7 separate regions of the Mus musculus genome follow, and all the other regions are linked to region 1. The links are chromatin contacts, called in public Hi-C, HiChIP or PLAC-seq and promoter capture Hi-C maps. All regions are on one chromosome and are shown on one strand. Each heading gives the region's core, a stretch centred on a gene start, on an enhancer-like site or on the middle of the called end of the contact. The rest is flanking DNA. Distances are from core to core; before and after follow the strand shown. Region 1 holds the start of Zfp64 (zinc finger protein 64). Region 2 has its middle 27 kb from the start of Zfp217. Region 3 has its middle 18 kb from the start of Bcas1. Region 4 has its middle 50 kb from the start of Gm34542. Region 5 has its middle 24 kb from the start of Zfp217. Region 6 holds the start of Zfp217 (zinc finger protein 217). Region 7 holds the start of Bcas1os2 (breast carcinoma amplified sequence 1, opposite strand 2).

Region 1 (2,717 bases), core at 54-2,553:
CTGACTCCCTTTTTTCATATCATCCTCTTTGGTGTGACAAACTGTCTTATGGCACCTGGGACACGTTCCCTAGACTGCAACAAAACCGTAACCTTGCTACCTCATCTCAGCCCCAGTGCCTGCCCGTTCATATCCCCTCGATTCTTTGTGGCACTCTGGCCTACCACCCTAGTTGGTCAGGAGTTTGCATGCTAATATTTCTCTTCCCCAAGTTGGGGGTGACACACGGAGAAGAGCTCTTACCAATTCCTGTTGCACGCAATAGCTGCCAGACATGATGAAAGGGCAGTTCAAATCTTGCCCCTCCTGGCTGTCATCGAACCCTCTTTTATCAATTTCTTCTCCTCTGGCATTTCTTCAACAACAAACTCAAAAAACTCTCTAATCAAACAACTAATTTACTGTTACGGGACTACGGGCTGCTAGCCACAAAGCCTGAGTCTCATGGTTACGGAGTGTGCCCTGATGGTGAGGATCAGCAATGCCCGAACATGCGACAACCCCGGACAACAGGAAATAGTCCAAATTGCTCTCCGGCCTCAACATCACCCCTTCTTAGTTCCTCCTCTTTTATATTGAACGAAAGGGAGGGATGGTAGTTACTAGACATCTTCCACAACCTACCCAGGGACCCTGAGACGGCAATTACGTCATCAGTAGGAGCCAAGTTGAGCCACATTCCTCCCCTGCGCATGTGCTATAGTCCCTAAAAGGCGGACTTTCTTCCCGCCTCTTTTTGATCAACGCCCTTGCTCACCTCCACCCTTCCCAGAGGCAGCCACTCTAAGCCCCTCCCCAATAAACCTCTCAGAGTCTGACCCTTGGAGTGACTTTGTGGCTTAGATCATAACAGGAAATAAAAAGGGGCTGTGGAACCTTCTGGGTAAGCTCAAGGTTAGAGCTAAGGTCAGTTCTTCAGTGCAGGATTCTCGGGGAAGAGTTGCAAATAGTTGTGAGTCACCTAATGTGGGCGCTGGGATTCGTTGCAAGAGCAGCACAGACTCTTAGCCACTATGCCTTCTTTCCAGTTCACCATCCCCAAGCAATTCTAACAAACCCTCCATGCTGCGTGAAATACTGAAGCCCCCGTGGAGCAGAGCCCCAATGAATTCTCCCATCTACTACACACTAATCTCTTTTTTTTTTTTTTTTAAGTTACTTATATTGTACATGCAGATGCTTGAGTCTGTTTCCACCATGTGAGCTGGCTGGCAGGAAACCAGGCTTGGTGACGTGTGCCCTACCCCTGCTGAGCCATCTCACCGGCTCAACCCAGCAGCAGGGCAAAGGCCCCGCCCCGGTGTTACGCTGCCGGATCTGCCCTAGGGGAGCACCCCGGGATTTGGGGCTCCACTCTCCCAGGCCGGCAGCGCATCCTCCTGGCATCTGCGAAGGAATGAGCGTCTCCAGGAGGGCAAGATGCAAAGGCGCAAGGCGACCACAGAGTCCCTGGCATGCCTGGGATAGGGTGGAGGGATCGGTGTACTCGGGTCTTAGACTCCACGACCTTTCCCGGTTCCTCGGGAGAGCACCGCCTGGGAGTCGGGCTGGGTGCAAGGGGCCAGCGCCCTCTAGGCAGCGGAAGTGGCGCTGGTTGTACATCCGTCCCCGCCTCACAGAGTTGGGAGAAGACTGGCTGGTGCGGGAAATATGCAGGAGAAAAGTCTTTGCATAATGTAGAGCGAGCCGTGGGGCTCCGGGAGCGGCGCCCCAAGGTCTGGGGCCATGAACGCGAGCGTGGAAGGAGACACCTTTTCTGGATCGATGCAAAGTAAGTACTGAACAGACGCAGCTGGGGCCTGGCCCGGACAGAGCCAGCAGGCCCCGGGATCGGGGTGACGGCGCACCTTGCATGCCTGTCCCCGCCAGCCCAGTCGGCGTGTCAGGTCGGGAGCCGCCTGGAACTCTTGCAGTACCCCAGGGGAGGCAAGACCAGGGGAGGCCACGCGGCGAGGAGACTGTCACCACCTCCCCTGCCCCGCCGGGTGGAGTTTGGGGCGCAGAGGAGAGGAGAAAGTGGGGTGATCCAGGCCAACTGGTAGGGAAACTTCTGCTTCAGTGGCTCAGGTTGGAGCATCCCTGAGGGGCTCGCGGACAGGTTTGCAGAGCCATCCTGGCACTCAGGGTAGGGGATGATATGGGTGTGAAAGACCTGGCTGGGGGTGACTTGCAGTGAGTTTGAGGTTCTGCTATTTTCCTGACATCCTATAAGCTATTGCTATCTCCATGTGCCTTTGTTCCCCAAAGTACGGGCCACGGACTGAACCGTGGACCGGCCACCTGGAGCGCATGTGTTCAAAACAGGCTGCTTGGTCCATCCCCTGCAGGTCTCCGAGGGAGGGTGGGGCCGGAATCCCAGGTCTTTCCTTGTGCCTGGAGCCTCAGATGTTTGAAAAGCTGTGGACAAGGTTCGCAAACACCTGAGTCACTTTGCTAACTGCAGATATTATAGCCATTGGCTCCCCAAACTTGCCTGAGTGTCCTCTGAACTCTAAACCCAGTCCCCACCCACCCCATGTGTCTCAGTGTCTTCCAGTGCTGTGGACTTCGGGTTGTGTTTTAAAGAGGGACGACCCCACCAGATGACTTACTCTGGAATGGGAAATCAGTCCCCACATCAGAGAATTTATCTATAAGGATCCTAAGGAGAGATCTGTCTTTGTTTTGTTGTTGTTGTTGTTGTTTGGTTTTGTTTTTTGGTTATTCGACAGGGTTTC
Region 2 (2,711 bases), core at 28-2,527, 1.1 Mb before region 1:
CCAGCTCTTGCCTGTCCACAGTCTAGTCTGACTTTCCCAGTGGTCCGAACAGGGGGTGTTCTGTGTGATAATTAGCACCATGACTTCAGCCCACTCTACATAATGCAGTGCTCCATCTGCATTGACCTTTGTCGTTGTTGCCCCAGAATAGCAAAATTGTTAGAAATTCGGCTTGTCAGGTTTCACTAGACCTGCTGGGTCAGGCACCACGTGGGTGGGGCAGCACCTAGGTCCTTTGCAGGCAGGGACTGGGTTGTCCTAGGATCGGATCCTTCCTGAGGACAGCCATGGACTGGACTCCAAACGGAGCAGAGAGCAGCTGTCTAGATCATAAAGGTGAACAATGTCATCCTGCAGTTAGCTCAAACATACACATCTTTGAAAACTTGCCCTGGTTGTCAGTTGTGGGTGCGGGGGCAAGGGAATGGTCTTTGCTCCTGCTGGAGCCATTGGTGGTGACACTTAATAGTTTTAAGGGAAGAGCCTGCAGATCTTGTTTTGCTATTTCCCCCAGCGGCATCAGAAACCCAGTTTAATTTAGAAAAAGAACAAACCAGGCTGAGAAGGTTGCCAGAGTACTTGCTTAGAGCGTTAAGCCCTGGCAGGGGAGAGCTATGGTGGGCATGTCCAACATACATTGTTATTAGACCGAAGGAGGCTTTGTCTCCTTGATGGCGTCCTTGATGGCATCCTTGATGGCGTGCCTATGTCAACAGCAGGCATTCCAACAGCGTCATTCACTCCGGTCTGCTCACTACCTGTTAGGATGCCTCCACCTTCTGCCTAGCAGTGGAAGCGGGCAAGTTGTCCTGTGGCGGCTCATCCCCAGAATCCCAGCGTGTGGGAGGTGGAGGCAAAAGGACCGGGAGTTTAAGCCTGGTCTGTCTCAAAAAGACAACAGACCAGCCAGCCACCAATAAAAACCCCAGTAGATGGTCCTGGAGGGGAAAACTTTCTAACCCTGAGAGGAGGAGCCTCTGGTCCTCCATGCAGCAGTGTGAGAGTTGAACCTGTCTCTTCTGCTCTACCATGCCTCCTCCTGTCTGTCACTTAAAAAGATGATCCCAGGGTTCTGTTCCGAGTACCCTGCAGCTCACAAGCCAAGGGTTGATGCCCGCCTGCATGAGGGCTTTGTATGTATGTATGTATGTATGTATGTATGTATGTATGTATGCATGTGCACCTGTGTGCGTGGTGCTTGAGGCCTGAAGAGAGCATGCGATCCCTTGGAACTAGAGTCACAGATGGTTGTGAGCCACCACGAGTGGGTGCTAGAAGCTGAGCTCTTCCTCCGGAAGAACAGCCAGTGCTCATGACCACAGAGCCATCTCTCCATCCTGTAGGGCTTGGTGTGTGCACGTGTGTGTGTGTGTGTGTGTGTGTGTGTGTTTGCCAGGTATGGTGGCTTAAGCCTTTAATTCCAGCATCCAGAAGGCAGAGGCAGGTGGATCTCTGAGTTCAAGACTAGCCAGGTCTATAGCTCTAGTTCCAGTACAGCCGGGGCTGTACAAAGAAACCCTGTCTCAATTCACCCCCCCCACCCCAATTTAAAATTTGTTTTAATCTCTTTTTTTGGGGAGGGGGGCAGGGTCTTAATGCAACTCAGGGTGGCCTTAGACTATCATGTAGCTGGGGACAATCTTTATTGGCCTCCACCTTGACTGATGGTTGTGGCTCAGTTGCTATCTTATTCTGTCCAAATTAATACACTCAAATCTTACAACTGTGATACAGGGTTGTGTTTTAAGTTTCCCTATGTGTCTGACATTTTTGCTAATACGTATCAATCTCGTAAGTTTAGGAACGGGCCAAAAATCTTTCAGTCCAAGTGAACGGAAGCTTCAAACCTTTGCCACACGGTGGCGCTGGCATCAGGCACATGGCACTCTGTGGCTGCTCCTTCCTGGTGCTGAGAGTTCTGTGTGACCAGAGTGATGTGGCTTTGGGTTTTCGAGAGGATGCACAGTGGCTCTGGCAGCCAATCCTGTCCGCGAGTAGTATTTTTCACAGCCCTTGCCATCCTGATGAAATTGCTCTCAATAAAAAAAATCTACCAAGTCAAATAGTCTGTCAATGGTTCAAATCCCCCAATAGTACTGAAGTCTGGATAGTGGAAAATAAGGATCTACATTCACCCTTCCTCCACTGCCTTTTCTCCTGATTGGATGACTGTACGAGCTTGTGTGGTGTGTGTTTGTGAGTGTATGGGAGAGTGTGTGAATGAATGTGTGTGTGCATGTATGTGCATGTGTGCTTGTGTGTGGTGGTGACCTTTGCAGAGCTTCAACTCGTGTCTAGTCACTCTTGCGTTTGAATCTTCTCCATTTCAAAGGCACTTGGTGAGGTGGTAGAAGGATTCGGGAGGATCAGGAGGTCAAGGTCAAGGTCAAGGTCAAGGTTGGCTACTGAGCATCTTTGAAGCCAGCCAGTGCTACACTGCTGTTTGTCCCAAAACCAACTCCCATTCTCACACACAAAATGCCAAGCAAACCGAACAACAACCAAAAACAGCTTAGTTGGCGAGTGCCTGGTAACAGGCAAACCCTAGGTCCCATCCTCAGAACCACATTCTCTGGGTTTGGAGTTGTGTGGTATAAAGGGTTATCATCTGAGCCAGACCACTGCCATGTTCAAGAGTTCAGCTCAGCACAACAAACTTGAAGCTTTTGGGCCTCAAACTCCCCGCATAGGCATTACACAAGCCTCTACCT
Region 3 (2,700 bases), core at 57-2,556, 1.5 Mb before region 1:
TTGGTATTTCTTTCAGTGGCTGCTGGCAAGCACTTCAGGTGTAAACACAACTGGAACAAACAGCCTATCCTAGTACACACACTCACACACACACACACACACACACACACACACACACACACACACACACACCACTCAGAGGAGGAGAACAAAGAAGCCCAGACCTCGGACTCGCCAACTCCAGGTGCAGCCAGCTGCCAGGATAGCCTTGGCATTTTATGGGCCACTGTACCCAAACAAAAGGTTTGCTTATCACAGAGCTCATTAAGAAATATGTGCCCCGTAGCTCTACCACAAACATGAGTAACAAGATCTATGTAACTTCGGTGAGTAATTCTCTCACAAGCCACTTCTTTCTTGGATTACAGAGCAGCTCAGCTCTGGCTGATAGCTGGAGCTGCTCACTAGGCCAGGGTAGTTGTCCATAGGGCTGGTAGCAAGACTAGCACCTCTGGGGCCATCTAATGCAGGCAGCTCACTGGCCTCTGCTCTCTTGTTCTAGTTTCTCTGTTTGTCCGGCTGGTTTGTCTTTCCACCTTCTCCCAGCTCCTATCTTCTGTGGTAGATGAACCATATCCATACTTGGTAATGAGGTTCTGCACCCTTGAGCTCCTTAGTGGCTTTGGGTGAGGTAGATGCCAGGCAAGATACTAGGGGAGTCAAAGAGGGGCCTCCGGTTGAATCATTCTTCAACAAAAAGTTGCTGTTCTTATGCTGAGCACAGTAGCTCACGCCTATGATTTCAGAATGTGGGAGATATCAAGTCAAACCCAGAGTACATCATGAGAGGCAGTCCAGCCTGTGCTACTGTGTGAGACCAGGTTTCAAGAGCAAAGTCACTGTTCTTAAAGCAACCAGCACCAATCTACCCTTTCTCCGGGGACATTGCTGCTACCCAGGGGTTCCCAGGCTATTCTGTCCTGCTATATACACACCTTGTAATGAGTCTTTCTGGTAACACACACACACACACACACACACACACACACACAAACACACACCTTGTAATGAGTCTCTCTGGTGATAGCCCTTGCTTTGAATCACCTGCATAGTGGAACCTGTCACCCATTTCGTTTGGACTCTCACTGTGGGTGGTTCCACGGATCTCTTGGCTAACTCGTGGTTTTGAGTTGTAGGAGAGACGGAGTGGGTGGAGTGAACCAGCCTCTGAGATGCATTCCTTTAAGGGGTAGGTGCCAGATATTAGAAGCCACCCTTCCGGAAACAAACTTGGCCGTGAGGGTGTGCTCTTATTTGCAAAACCCCTTTCTATATACATGTACCCGAACAGCTGTTTCCACGGGCCAGGCCCTCTAGAAAGTTTGTACAGTGTAGCTCAGACAAGACAAACACATGGTTCCCAGGAAGTGGGCAGTCATAAGTGTGTCATTGTGGAAAGCTGGCAGAGCCAAGCACCCTCAGGTTCTGCTTGCCAAAAAAACCTTTCTTGGAAGCCTAGAGGAGGGGTGTTGAAAGTGTGTCATGCTGGATCATATGAGGTGTAAGAAGTACAGGAGGCAAGGACCTGCAGATACTAATAAAGCACCTACTATGGGTCTGGCTCTGCCAAACTTGGCCTCCCTTCAGGATAACCTCAGTCTGGTTATGATGGTCTTTCTATAGGTAAGAAGTCTGCCGTCAATGGGGCTTAAATGATACATGACCCCTCAGTCAGCCAGTGAGCCACAGAACTAGAATTCAGCCTCGGGTTTGTGGCTCCAAGCCTGCTTGGGGATGAGGAAAGGGGTCCGCATACTGTCCTTGACACAGAGAAATCAATGGCAAACCAACTGGGTGACTTCCTCGATGCTGGCCCGCTTGCCTAGTGCAAGTTGCTGGAGGAGAAAAGCCACCTGTGACCTTACCCAGTGCTAGACCACGCAGCTGCATTCCTGTCCTGACATAAAGCCGTGACCACTGGCAGAAGAGTAGCACAACTGTTACAGGGTATCTAACCACTTGCTGATTGGATTTGAGGTCTGCTCCACAGGAGGGTCCTCAACTGTACTGTAATCCTGACCCAAAGCCCATGGCTCGGGAGGTCATAAGCCTAGGCAGAACCTGCAAAAGCTATTCACTAAAGGGCATGCTGCCAAAATGCCCTCTAAATATTTATGTCTATACCCATGGCCCCGGGATGTTCTCAACGTTGGTTGGACAAGAGTCAGTGCAGATGTTCATAACTTCTAAAGTGACGAGTGTTCCACTCCACAGAGGACATGCTGATCAACTCCAGCATTATCAAGGTTCAAGACCGGGGTGGGGGTGAGGTATCAAAGCTGGAGAATGAAGAGGGGCACTGGGAAATGAGGTTGTCCAGACACAACATGGCTATCACACATGTGAACCGCCAACAGCTGTGGTTGCCAGCACAAAACCAAGCTGGCCAGAATCCCAGCACAGCGCGGGTAGGTGACCTACAAGACACCCATCCTTTACTGAGAAGCCATTAGAAAGGGAGGGAGCATCTTTAGTTTTTGAACATGTGGCTGCTGGTTGGCTTCCCGAACACAAATGGGAAGTCCTAACTGGACCTGCTGTGTTTATAGAAAAGGAAAAAAAAATGGCAGGAAGTTGAGAGTGGAGCATGCTGGAGAAGAGGCCCGGGGAGTTCTGGAGAAAGGGGGTAAACGTGATCATATTCCATGTGGACAGGAATGGAATTCTCAAAAATGAAGAGAAGATGGGACTGCTAATGGA
Region 4 (2,966 bases), core at 452-2,951, 1.3 Mb before region 1:
TAAATCCCTACCTCTGATGACAACAGAGATAGGGCACAATCAACACTCTGTGTCCATCGAGGTCATATCCAACATCATCGTACTTCCTGTATCTACAGAATAAGCACACAGTCATGGAAATTCTGTTTATATAGTGTCTCGATCCTCTTTAAATCCCCTCCATAGGAGTGTGACTACTACCGGCTTGGGGAATTTGAGCTCCTCTGCGAGGTACACTGTAAGAACTTAAACCCTGATTAGACAGAAATGAAAGTAAACACAGGGTGAAGCCATGGGGCCTGTTGAAACTGTAAAAAGCCCTTGAACTTTGATCGTGCCTAGTGCACCCCATCTGAGAGCTGTTTATTAGAATAGCCTGTCACTTACAGGTGCCACGGGCCCCCTACCTTCCAGCAAGCTTGACAATGAACTCTGGGTTCATTTGGTATTGGAACAGTGAGATTTTGTGCAGGGCTCAAAGGCTGTATTTTAGTGGGTTCAAATCCAATAAAATAAATCCTTGGAACGTTTTTTCACCGAGAACCCTGGTCATGGCAAAGATCACATGTGCTGACACCACACCCCACACACCGAGCCTTGATACAGAGCAGGCAAACCGACTGCTAAGAATCAAGACTGTTCCTACCACTGAGAAAATATTCCTCTGTTTTCTTAATTCCCAGATTTGTGGTTTTATGGGAGCCGAAGCACTTAGCTCCAGTCCCCAGTCTGTTTTCCTTTTCTACTCCGCACAAAAGAAGGTCAAAGAACATTTGCTTTCTTGTTGTTTTTTGCTTAGATATTGTGTGTATGAGTATGAACAATGGTCCTGTGGGTTCATACACATATGTGTGCCCACGCACATGTGTGTGTACATAAGTGTTCAGAAGTCAGAGGACATCAAAAACTATCCACCTTGGATTTTTGTTTGTTTTGTTTTAAGATGTATAGCTGAGTGCGGTGGTGAACTCCTTTTAGACCCAGCAGTTAAGAAGCAGGTGGATCTGTACATGAGTTCAAGGCCAGCCTGGTCTGCAAAGTGAGTTCTAGGACAGCCACAGCTACATACACAGAGGAACCCTGTCTCAAATCACTTTTAAATTTTTTTCTTTTTATTATTTTCTTAATTACCAGTCTGTGCTTATGAGTGGTTGTGTCCACACATATGTAGGCACTCATGACAGCCAGACCTCCGGGAGGTGGAGTAACATGTGGTTTCCTCACATTTGTGCTGGGAACCAAACTCGGGTCCCCTACAAGAGCAGCTAAAGGCTTTTAATGACTGAGTCACACACCTTGTTATGGTTTGGGGAAAAGGACTGATTGTTTATTGGTTGGTTGGTTAGTTGGTTGGTTCTTTTTGTTTTTAGACAAAGTCTTTCCGTGTAGTCCCGACTGTCCTGGAAATCACTGCATAGCCCAGGCTGGCCTCCATCTCTCGGAGATCCACCTGCCTCTGCCTCCCAAGTGCTGGGATTAAAGGCGTGTGCCACCACTGCCCAGCCCAAAGCTCCTAAGCAGGCTGGATAGCTGGTACAGCAAGCCCTTGGGATCCTCCTTGCCTCTGGTACCTCAGCTCTGGGATTATAGACGTAGGTCACCATGCCTGGCATTGTACATGCATTCTCAGGAATCAAACTCAGGGCTTTATATCTGTGCATCAAGCAGTTTGCCAACTGAGCCGTCTCCCCAGCCCCTGCTGAATTTCCTTGTTTCCAGCTTTTCCCTAGTGACTCAAAAATAAAAGAGTAGCCATTGGCTTCCTGGTCAGTCTGTGAGCGGTGACTCACTTAGATGAAGTATTTTGGGAGACATTATCTATGGGAATCGGGAGAAATCTGTTCCAGTCACTTGTATGTTAAGCTTTAAAAATGGGGTGTGGTCAGAGTTCTCGGGGAACCTTGAAGAACCATTTGAGTTATTATTCCCAGGCCCGTGCTTATAAAGGTCAAAGCTTGCAATAACCAATCCTGCTCACTATGTGTGGTCAATATATGTGATCTGAAAACACACTGGGAGAAGCGCTGTGATTCTACCCACCGGCTCCACCCCAGTGCACACACTCTAATCTATCTCCCCTCTTGACACACGTGTCTCCAAAAGTCTCCAAATGTAAGATCTGTTCTCTACTCAGAACAAAACCAGTAAACAAAACCCCAATGGACTCAGCAACCAACTTGCAACCTCCTAGGCTATGCCAGTATTTTGTCCAGAAGGAAGGAAGTCCTTGTAGCCCAAGAGAAAGAGATGGGAGATTCTCTGGCAAGTCAGCAGGCAGAAGGTTGATATCGGCTGCTGGCTTTTGTAATTTCCAACTGTAGAAACCGGCAGGCAGTCGGGGCAGATCTCCCGGGTCCTATTAGGTATAAGAGTGTTATTTCCACTCCAAAACCAGGCTGCCTCTGGGTGAGTGGGTGGACACGGGAATGTTGGCCCCTCCCTGACAACAGAAAGGATTCCGCTGGGATCCTGTTCCCAGACTGTAAACACTGAAGCGCCTCTCCAAACACATAATAAAAATCAAGACCCTGCCCCCATTCTTTTTTTTCCTGTGCTATGCATGATTCAAATTTAAATCCTGATAAATATCAGCGTGGAGCCTCCAACTTCATAAACACTGGAATTTTCCAGAATGCACACAAAAGCTTCTGGTGAGAAGATAGCATCCTGGGAGACGTTTTTACAACTTCTACAGTGTATGTGTTCCCTGTCGCAATTTTTTTTTTTGTGTGTTGTTGTTTTGTTTTGAGACAGGGTCTCCTGTAGCCCTGGCTGGCCTTGGACTTACTAGAAAGCTGGGGGTGGACTTGAACTTCTGATCCTCCTGCTTCTGCCTCCCAAACGCTGGCAGGACAGTGGAGCCCACTACTCCTACAAGGTTCTGTTGACTGAGCTCAGGGCCTCCGCCTGCTAGGTGAGCATTCTAACAGCTGACTCCCAGCCCCTGCAACAAGGTTCAGAAGTAAAACAACTAAAACTAAAAACCT
Region 5 (2,952 bases), core at 420-2,919, 1.2 Mb before region 1:
GAAGGCAAAATACCCACACAGATAAAATAAAAATAATCTTTTAAAGAATACATATTAAGAGGGTGGCAAGATGGCTCAGCTGTTAAGAGCACTGACTGCTTTTCCAAAGGTCCTGAGTTCAAATCCCAGCAACCACATGGTGGCTCACAACCACCCGTAATGAGATCTGATACCCTCTTCAGGTGTGTCTGAAGTCAGCTACAGTGTACTTATGTATAATAATAAATAAATCTTTGGGCCGGAGTGAGCAGAATTAACCGGAGCGAGCAGAGGTACCTAAAGTTCAATTCCAACAACCACATGAAAGCTCACAAGCATCTGTATGGTTACAATGTACTTACATACATAAAATAAATAAATCTTAAAAATAAAAAGAATGCATATTAACGGCTGGGTGTGTTGGTACACATCTCTAATTCCAGCTCACCAGAGGCAGGGCTAGTAGGATCTCTGTGAGTTGCTAGTCTACCTAGCAAGTTCTAGGCAGCCAGGACTACATAGAGGTACTCTGTCTCAAAAAGCAAAATATATAAATAAATAATGTTAGGGAAGTACCTGAATTGGTAGGGTGATTGCTCAGCACATGAGACACTGGGCTCCACTCCTTCAATGATAATAACTTGTAATTCAAGACATGAAGGCTAGGAGTTCAAAGTCTGCCTCAGCTACAAAGCAAATTATAGCTGGCAGCCTGGACTTCCATGATAGCTTGTCTCAAATATATAATTTATATACCCACTATATGTGTGTGTGTGTATTTTGGATATATATATATATATATATATATATATATATATATATATATATATATGCGTGTGTGTGTTTGGATATATATGTGTGTGTGTGTTTATCTATAAATATTGATATATTTGTTTTATTTATATACCCACTATATGTGTGTGTGTATTTTGGAGATATATTTGGCTATATATATATAGCCAAAAACAGTCTCCTCGTTTAAGAAAAGAGTCAGGATGAAGCTGTTTCAAGCAAAAAACCAGCTCTCTCACATTTCTTCCTGACACAAACATTTGTTGACAGGCTTTTGGTCACTAAGCTAGCCTGAGTTCAGAACTGAGAAAAGGATCAAGAAATCAGTACTCCCTAGCCAAACACACTCTCATTTGTAACCCATTTCTGGCCAAATTCTGTAAGGCTGGGGCTTGTATGTAAGGCTTCCTAGGAACACGGGCCAGCCTATCTGGGGACCACGCCCATTTACAGTTCCACATGAAACCTGGAGGCCGGCCAGGGCTATGGCCAAATAGTTACTGCACCAGAATTAGTTAATCACAGGCCCCGGGGGAGATAGAGAGAACCCCCTCCACATGGACTAGCAGGGTATGGGGAGGTTCTGAGCTTCTGTCTTGGACACCCCAAGACCCTCAGCTATGTCCACTCTGCCCAAACTCCCCAGACCTCAGCAAATCGGGATAGCCTATCCGGGTTTAGGCCACAGACTGCTTTAGGCAGAGGTAGGAGAGAGAGAAAGAGAGAGAGAGAGAGAGAGAGAGAGAGAGAGAGAGAGAGAGAGAGAGAGAGAGAGAGAGAGATGGTGCAAGCAGGTTTCGAAATCTTGATGATTTCATGAACCAGTCAGTGTCTCCTTGCAGAAAAGCGCCGCGATTGGCGTCGGAGAATAACCGGCTTTGGGAAGCTTTCTAACTATCCAGGAGCCGCTGAAGCGGCCAGGCATCCCGGTCTGCCTGTTTCCATCCTCCAGAGGGAGTTCATTCACCTGATAACAAGGCTCGCAGAAAATAAACTGTCACACACTCGCTGCTTCTCACTTCCTGTTCTCTCTGGCAAACGCCCGAGGTTGTCCTCCTCGCTTCTGTTTCCTGTTTGGCTTTTCCATTGTATTCATTTAGATTTCTAGTCTTAAGAGTTATTCACTAAGCTGTCTTTTCAGCTGGCATAGGTGAATTGTTCGTAATAATGCGTTGCATTATGGCCTTTTTGGACATGTATATGATGAATATGGTACTCCACCCCTCCCCCACCTTCCAAAATGCCCCCCCCTTTACTTTTTTTTTTTTTTTTTTTTTTATCTTTGTGTGTGTGTGTGTGTGTGTGTGTGTATCCCTGGCTGTTGTGGAACTCACTCTGTAGACCAGGCTGGCTGCCTGTTTCTGCCTGCCAAGTGCTGGGATTAAAGGCACGAACAAGTATCCCCCTTTTATTTTTAAAATGGCCATTCTATCTTGCGCATTACCCAATGAGTTTAATTAGGGTTGTTTTCAGGAGTGTAGGTGGGAGAGGTGTTTGAGCATCTTAAACTAGTCAACATTTAAAAGTCGACCTTCTCTTCAAGAAACTGGTGTCTTTAACCTCAAAAGGAGAGTAGCTGTAGTCACTAGAATGGCATTCTGTATGTTTCTGTAGCGTATGAACTACATAAATAAAACTAGTTCAAATGTTACCTTGAAATCATTGGGACATGGTACCTATTTATTTATTTATTTTAATTTAATAACTTTAGTTTTGTGGCGAACGAAGCTGAGTACCATGTGGCTGAGTCACATCCCCCCCCCCCTCCAGCGCTCATTTCAATTTTAAAACTTCCTTAAATATCCCTTAACCAATGAGAAGGCAGTATCAAGGTACAAAGTTGTGGAAAACGCATCAAGGAGACCCATTACTTTCTTTGCTAATCCAGAAAGATTAATCTTAAAAAATGTAAAAAAAAAAAAAATTAGGAAAAATCCTGCCCCTTTTGTCTCTCCATATAAACAATCCTACATAAACAGTCCAAAAGCTGACACAGACGACGCCCATTGTCCCTGCTAGTGTGGTTAAAAGTAGCGTCGGCGCGATAAACCCAGTGATTCAGACGTGGAGAATATTGGTAATGTTGTAGGTATGCAAATAGAAATTAGTCGGGTCCCAGGAAGACTCTGTAATTCTAAATTCTGTAAATAAAGTTAAAATCGAGAGCGTATCTGAGGTTAC
Region 6 (2,700 bases), core at 132-2,631, 1.2 Mb before region 1:
AGGAACCCTAGTACTAAAAATGATCAATATCTTCTGGGCTTGGATGAGAATCAGGGCTGGCTTAAGGATCTACTTCCAGCGATGCTAATTAATTGTGAGTAAGTAATTGATTCACTTCCTTTGAAAAAAAAGACTAACGAGACCATATGTGGGTTGGTAGTTCTATGTAAAATGACAGCAAAAACATTCTACAAGGCAGGTTCTTGCCCCTTGCTAAGCTGTCTTCTTGAATTCTTCTTCCTATTTATTAAGGACTGCGTTGCTTACCAGTTCCGGTCGGTTCTTTTTTGTCCCGTTCCCCCCCAACCCCCACGCTTCTTTTTGATTTAGGAAATGGGTATGTATGCTTTTCTTGATGTTTTCCCACTTTTTGATACACCGAGGGCCAGCTTGAAAAAGAAACAAACAAGTTGACTGTTCGGTGTTAAGCAATAAATCTATTTTACATTTGAGTTCATTTGCATTTTGGAGCAGAAAAATTATTGGATGTGATTGTGGCCGCCATAGTTCCTCCCTGGGGCTTGCTTAAAACGGGACATCAGTCCCAGGCCTTTGGAGTCAAACCTTTTCCTGTCTTATCTTCTTTCATCTTTAATACGAGTCAGGAACAAAACAGAAGGGAAACGCTTTAAGTGAGATGGGCATAAAGAAGTGTGTGGTTTTTGTTTTTGAGCACACTTTTAAGCCTAGTTTCACTCAAATGAATTTCTCTGCAAACTAAGATTTATTAGGTACCAAGTCCAAATTCAGATATGAAACTATAATAGAAACACAAGCCCAGGGTGTTAAGGAAGAAATAAAAAGGCTTTTTGAAGATAACAATTTAAGAGAAAATTTATTCTTTTTAGGTCTCGGACCTTCCTCACATTGACTCTCTGAAAGTGTTAACCTTCACAACACCTCAGAACACCGCTATCCTGTGAGCTCCCGAAGCCAGTGGCAAGGTTGGTTTATTTTTAAATTTTTATTATTATTATTGTTGTTGTTCGTGATTCTGGGCGACCGGGGAGTTGGGCAACCGGCCCCTCCCCTCCTCTTCCCTCCCCTCCCGGGGCGCACCTTGCAAGGGAGGGGGAGGCGGCGAGGGAGGACTGGCTGTGCGCCTGCGTGCTGCGTTTGCAGCCCCCCCCTCCATCCCCAGAATACCTGTCACTGGAACCGCCCGGGCGCGAGCGCGCCACGTTAGGCCGGATGGCGGGACACGGCGCGGGGCGCGCGTGCGCGGGAGCCCACGGGGTGGGAGTGGGGTGCGCGCGCCGCTCCGCGGGGCTCGCGCCTCGGGGGGTCCGAGGGGGGCGTGGCCCGCAGCGGTGGGCGGGTCGGGGACGCGCTTGCGCACACGCGCGGTCACAGAGGGGGCGTGGCCGGGGGCGGGGCGTCAGGCGGCGCGGCCGGGGGGGAGGGCGCAACAGCTGCTGCGAGCACTTTCTGCCCCAACAGTCCCCCCGCCGGACGCCGGCCGCCCGCCCGCCCGCGCAGGGACCCCGCGCCTGCACTGTCCCCGCGCGGACGAGTAGGGGGCGCCCGCGCCGCTCCCTCGCCCCGCGCCGGAGGTGAGCCCGGCCCCCCGGAGCCTCTGTGGGGGTGGGGGTCCCGGCGCCCGCGGCCGTGGGAGGCGGGCATGGCGCGGCCCCGTCCCGGTCCCCGCGCCGTCGGGGCTAGCGGCAGACGCACAAAGGCCGCGCCGCCTCTGCCGCTCCTTCAGCCCCGCGGCTGGGCGGTGCAGCCGGACGGCCGCAGGTAAAGGGGCGCCGGGGCCGCGTCCCCACGGCTGCGGCCGCGCGTGGGGCTGGGAGGGACGGCCGAGACAATGGCCTGCCCGGCGCGGCGTGGCCGTCGGGGGTCCGGGCCCCTGCGGGAGCTGCGTCCTGCCAACCAAGGAAGGTGTTCGGTTTCACTCCCAAACTTAGAACGTCCCGCAAACTCCCGTGGGAAGTTCGTGCGGGTTGGCGGGAGGCGGCACCGCACATCCGAGGGCGCCGCCCCGTGCGCCTCAGTTTAGCCTCAACGCGAGCGGGCGCGCAGTGAAGGGCGCCCCCGCCTCAGACCCTCGGCGCACGGGAAGCGCATTCTTGGGCGGGGAGGGTGGGGGTGGGGACAGCGGGCGGGGATTTTTCCCGAAAGGTTTGCTTCCTGAAGTGAGCCGAAGTCCCGGGGGCCCACTTCTGGGACCCCCAGTGGGGGCCGGTCCGCACTCACACAGTAGTAGAAACTTTTAAACTTTTTATTGTTTGGGTCGGGGGCTCGGGGTGGTCGTTCCCAACCTTAAGGGCTGTGTCCTGTGAGCCTTAGTTTCTTTCTCTGAGAAACAGGCATTCCTGAGCATGCGTTGATTAAGGGGCACCAGCTTGGGGTCCAGGGCTGTAGGGCACCATGTGTACCCCAGGATCCCGTGGCCAGTTTCCTGGTTTGGGATGGGTTGGAGCCATTAAGTTGTATGTTTTAAGAGGCCTAGGTCTGATTTAGTTCAGGTTGATTCAATTATGTCTTCATCCCTTTTGAGGTGGTTGAATAACTTGACATGAGATTAAGGCCAACAAAAGAGGAGGCAGGGTAGCCACAGCTGCTGGCCATGCCTGGCAACTAGGTAGGGGCCTCAGGGGGCCTTTCACCTCTCTTTGTAAGAGAAAAACGTCCACAGCCTTCTTGACTACTTTTCCCAGAGTAAATCGACCACCTTGGTACCAAATTGGATATCAG
Region 7 (2,722 bases), core at 16-2,515, 1.4 Mb before region 1:
TAAGGTTTTCTTTGTCGTGCGTGTCTGGTATGTGTGCTTATATATGTTTGCCTGTACCTGTGCACATGTGCACCTGAGGCTGATGTTGAGAGTCTTCCTTACGTGTTAAGGGTGTGGTCTCTTGGTTGAACCAGGGGCTCTCAGATACAACTAGCCTATGTTAGCCAGGAATCCTGTTTCCACCTTCCTCCAGTGCACTGGAATCACAAATGGCCGCCATGCCCACCCAGCCTCTTGGGGTCTGGGCTCTGTCTTCACACCTGCCGCTTGCATGGAAGGTGCTTTAGCCACCCGGCCAGCTCCCGACCCGCCTCTCATGTTATCAGGATGAAGTGTTCTGAGCTGTGCTGTGCTCTGTGAGTGTGTGCTGTCTGCTAAGAGAACATCCCAGTTGATAGCGGTGCAGTTGGGAGTCCCCGCTTCCTGAGCAGCTGGGAGGAGATGATACTAACCAATGAGCGCGCATCCTCACGTCACGTGGGAGTTTGAGCGCACCAGCACAGTTTGTGGCCAGTTAGAGCACAGCTCAGAGCCCCCTGAGGAGCTTGTTAAACACGGGTGGCTGAGCCCCAGGCCCAGAGTTTCTGATTCTGTGGATCTGGATCTAAGCAGATGTGAAGAACTTACATCTCTCTAACGAGTCCCCTGGTGAGTCTGGTGCCTCTGGGCCTGTGGCCACACCTTTGGAACCGGTTGCTTAGCTCACCTGGTTGAAGGAATCAAAGATGCAGATTTGACTAGGTACCGCCCTGTTGAGGAAGCCACTGGCTCTAGGGGGCGCTAAAGGATGGAGGATGGGTGCTCATTAACTCAACTCTCCTCCACTGCCTAAAAGTAGCAAAAAAAAAAAAAAAAAAGTTAGCAGGCAAGTTCATTCATTTATTCATTCATTCACTCATATCTCTAACCTCCTTTTCCTTCCAACATTACTTTCTTCCCCTCCTTCTTCTGAAAGAGGATCTCATTTAGCCTAGGCTATCTCATAGTCCTACTGCCCCCGCCCCTAAATGCTGGGTTTACAAGTGTTTTCCTGGGGAGACAGGAGCAAATGTCTATTTAGCTCATATATAATTTTTATTTCATTTATTTGTTTGATTGATTGTTGTTCCTTCGGGACGCTAATACTTGAATTCAGCAGACTCTGATGACACAGCCCCAGCTCTCCGAGTGACCCCTTTCCATTCCTGTCTGTATCCTAAATATCAAGGATAAATGAGGGGGGTTCACCGTCGTCATTGTCATCGTCGTCGTGCGTGCACCTGTGCACCGTTGCTGTGGTTACTGAAAGGATACTGTCTGTTTGTTGTTGTAGTCAGTGAGATCGAGCGAAGGGATCCCCCGCTCGGAAGAAAGTAACGTGAAAGACTCCAGCTGCCAAGTAAGTGACCGTGAACTCAGCCTGCGGGCAGGTTCAGCCTCGCGACCTGGAAGTTCATATCCACTTGTGAAACATTGCCTGGTTAAGCACCCACTGTATACCCAGCAGTATTGGGCTCTACAGACATGGTATGGGGCGAGTCCTCAGCGCTTCTCTCTCCATGTAGAAAGTTTCTTCCCAGACTTCCAGTGTTAGCAGAAATGTCACCTCCTCAAAGAGCTCCTGTGCCCCGCGGTCATCCCTGTCATAGAGTTTGCTCCCTTCTTGGTGCTGTAACAATTCTCATGTCTCTCCTGATCCTTCCCACCCATGTCTGGAACATTGTAGAGCAAGCAGGTGCTTCTAGGTTTCTCTCATCTTCTGTGGTGTCTGGCACAGAGACTTATTAGATCAACAATGCTCATCTCCTTGCTTTCTTTACTATTGACAAACAGAACGCTTGACATCTGTGCAGGTGCCTTCCTTTAAAAATGAGACCATGGGCTGGGTGGTGGCCCGCAGCCCTCTTCGTACAGGGTTTGCCTCACACATGGGAAGCCCTGGGCTCCATCCTGGCACTGCATAGAACCAGGCATGGTAGCACACGCCTGCAATCCCAGCACTTAGGAGGCAGAGGGAGGAAAATTAGCTGTTCAACATCATTACTAACCCCCTATTTTATAATACAGCACTCTTTTAATTTAAATAGATACTTCCATAAAAAATATCAGAGCTCTTTTGTTAACTTTAATAATACAAAGAAGTGCTTAAAAGCCTGTGTTTTAGACTCAAAGGGACTGGGTCTGATCCTGGCTTAAAGGGTTTTTCTGTTTGCTTGTTTTTATGGATTTTTTTGCTATAGTTGTTTGGAAAGATTGCCAATCTCCCAGTCCCTCAGTTCCCTTACCTAGGAGGATGTAGGGGACGCAGACTCCATAGAGCAAGCGTCCTGCCTAGATGAATCAGTACTGGGCAAGCACTAGGAACACTCCTGGTGTGGAGGCTCAATAAACAATTTAATGTCAGGGTAGGCTGCCAGAGCGAAACGCCATACAGTGAGTGACTCAAACCACAGGAATTTCTCTCACACGTTTCTGTTGGCTGGAAAGGCTACAAGCAAAGTATTGGCGAGGTTCTCTCCCTTGCATGCAAATGGCTGCCTTCCACCTTGCAGGGGAAACGGGAGGAAAGAGGAGGAACGAGGGAAGAAGAGTGCCCCCTGGTGTCTCTTCCTAGAATGACGCTAAGCCTATGAAATCAGCTCCATCTGTAGGACCTCATTTAACGTGAATTGTTACTTTGTTGCAAACATAACCACAAAAGGAATTCGTTTTCAGGGGGTGAAGTGGAGTTGCATGATTCAGC

Evidence for each region. Promoter capture Hi-C pulls out the DNA fragments that hold promoters and counts their contacts. Hi-C and Micro-C count contacts between places; a contact is called where the count stands out from the background. HiChIP or PLAC-seq counts read pairs in DNA pulled down with a chosen protein or histone mark.
Region 2: a contact with region 1 is called in an H3K4me3 HiChIP or PLAC-seq map of the SCID.adh cell line, with 17 times the contacts expected there. The contact joins the enhancer-like site here to the promoter of Zfp64 in region 1. A contact is called at or near these places in 15 of 39 promoter capture datasets (the 3T3-L1 cell line, 3T3-L1-derived adipocytes, the C10 cell line and 10 more), 2 of 15 datasets of contacts at CTCF or cohesin (large pre-B cells and pro-B cells), 5 of 484 Hi-C or Micro-C datasets (the G1E-ER4 cell line and cortical neurons), 17 of 115 datasets of contacts at active chromatin or transcription factors (the NIH/3T3 cell line, the SCID.adh cell line, SST interneurons and 14 more) and 2 of 9 other capture datasets (adipose tissue and liver).
Region 3: a contact with region 1 is called in a FOXA1 HiChIP or PLAC-seq map of pancreatic cancer cells. The contact joins the enhancer-like site here to the promoter of Zfp64 in region 1. A contact is called at or near these places in 1 of 39 promoter capture datasets (hippocampal neurons), 1 of 15 datasets of contacts at CTCF or cohesin (large pre-B cells) and 5 of 115 datasets of contacts at active chromatin or transcription factors (acute myeloid leukemia, astrocytes, large pre-B cells and 2 more).
Region 4: a contact with region 1 is called in a promoter capture Hi-C map of liver, with 3 times the contacts expected there. The contact joins the enhancer-like site here to the promoter of Zfp64 in region 1. A contact is called at or near these places in 5 of 39 promoter capture datasets (the 3T3-L1 cell line, 3T3-L1-derived adipocytes, hippocampal neurons and 1 more), 1 of 484 Hi-C or Micro-C datasets (B cells) and 15 of 115 datasets of contacts at active chromatin or transcription factors (the 230-238 cell line, T-cell acute lymphoblastic leukemia, acute myeloid leukemia and 8 more).
Region 5: a Hi-C map of B cells shows a contact between it and region 1, with 6 read pairs. The contact joins the enhancer-like site here to the promoter of Zfp64 in region 1. A contact is called at or near these places in 11 of 39 promoter capture datasets (the 3T3-L1 cell line, 3T3-L1-derived adipocytes, the C10 cell line and 6 more), 2 of 484 Hi-C or Micro-C datasets (B cells and the G1E-ER4 cell line) and 14 of 115 datasets of contacts at active chromatin or transcription factors (the 230-238 cell line, the NIH/3T3 cell line, craniofacial prominence and 6 more).
Region 6: an HNF4G HiChIP or PLAC-seq map of pancreatic cancer cells shows a contact between it and region 1. The contact joins the promoter of Zfp217 here to the promoter of Zfp64 in region 1. A contact is called at or near these places in 9 of 39 promoter capture datasets (the 3T3-L1 cell line, 3T3-L1-derived adipocytes, the C10 cell line and 5 more), 3 of 484 Hi-C or Micro-C datasets (B cells, the G1E-ER4 cell line and embryonic stem cells), 12 of 115 datasets of contacts at active chromatin or transcription factors (the 230-238 cell line, the NIH/3T3 cell line, acute myeloid leukemia and 7 more) and 2 of 9 other capture datasets (adipose tissue and embryonic stem cells).
Region 7: an H3K4me3 HiChIP or PLAC-seq map of pro-B cells shows a contact between it and region 1, with 9 times the contacts expected there. The contact joins the promoter of Bcas1os2 here to the promoter of Zfp64 in region 1. A contact is called at or near these places in 8 of 39 promoter capture datasets (the 3T3-L1 cell line, 3T3-L1-derived adipocytes, the C10 cell line and 3 more), 2 of 15 datasets of contacts at CTCF or cohesin (large pre-B cells and pro-B cells), 4 of 484 Hi-C or Micro-C datasets (the G1E-ER4 cell line, the MNK3 cell line, the N1E-115 cell line and 1 more), 9 of 115 datasets of contacts at active chromatin or transcription factors (T-cell acute lymphoblastic leukemia, astrocytes, embryonic forebrain and 6 more) and 3 of 9 other capture datasets (adipose tissue, macrophages and pancreatic islet).

Annotation. Positions count from the first base shown.
Region 1 is chr2:168,954,173-168,956,889 of GRCm38.p6, reverse strand. Zfp64 (zinc finger protein 64) reads left to right here and starts at 1,303. Exons shown (of 6, transcript NM_009564.2): 1 at 1,303-1,771. The coding sequence starts at 1,726. It overlaps Gm39993 (a long non-coding RNA gene), which reads right to left and starts at 807. Exons shown (of 2, transcript XR_867023.3): 1 at 244-807.
Region 2 is chr2:170,103,212-170,105,922 of GRCm38.p6, reverse strand. No RefSeq gene overlaps it. Among named protein-coding and RNA genes, the nearest start is that of Zfp217, 27 kb to the left of the region's middle. Within about 2 kb of position 1,277, at least 10 of the 459 cell types and tissues checked have an H3K27ac peak or open chromatin away from gene starts, as enhancers often do. A contact at or near this core is called in the SCID.adh cell line and embryonic stem cells, where this site is marked.
Region 3 is chr2:170,444,682-170,447,381 of GRCm38.p6, reverse strand. No RefSeq gene overlaps it. Among named protein-coding and RNA genes, the nearest start is that of Bcas1, 18 kb to the right of the region's middle. Within about 2 kb of position 1,306, at least 30 of the 459 cell types and tissues checked have an H3K27ac peak or open chromatin away from gene starts, as enhancers often do. A contact at or near this core is called in pancreatic cancer cells, where this site is marked.
Region 4 is chr2:170,267,721-170,270,686 of GRCm38.p6, reverse strand. No RefSeq gene overlaps it. Among named protein-coding and RNA genes, the nearest start is that of Gm34542, 50 kb to the left of the region's middle. Within about 2 kb of position 1,701, at least 71 of the 459 cell types and tissues checked have an H3K27ac peak or open chromatin away from gene starts, as enhancers often do. A contact at or near this core is called in liver, where this site is marked.
Region 5 is chr2:170,153,943-170,156,894 of GRCm38.p6, reverse strand. No RefSeq gene overlaps it. Among named protein-coding and RNA genes, the nearest start is that of Zfp217, 24 kb to the right of the region's middle. Within about 2 kb of position 1,669, at least 201 of the 459 cell types and tissues checked have an H3K27ac peak or open chromatin away from gene starts, as enhancers often do. A contact at or near this core is called in the 230-238 cell line, 3T3-L1-derived adipocytes, B cells and 7 more, where this site is marked.
Region 6 is chr2:170,129,901-170,132,600 of GRCm38.p6, reverse strand. It overlaps Zfp217 (zinc finger protein 217), which reads left to right and starts at 1,381. Exons shown (of 6, transcript NM_001033299.3): 1 at 1,381-1,553.
Region 7 is chr2:170,354,904-170,357,625 of GRCm38.p6, reverse strand. Bcas1os2 (breast carcinoma amplified sequence 1, opposite strand 2) reads right to left here and starts at 1,265. Exons shown (of 8, transcript NR_040610.1): 1 at 1,228-1,265; 2 at 707-828. Bcas1 (breast carcinoma amplified sequence 1) reads left to right here. Exons shown (of 13, transcript NM_029815.2): 11 at 1,313-1,378.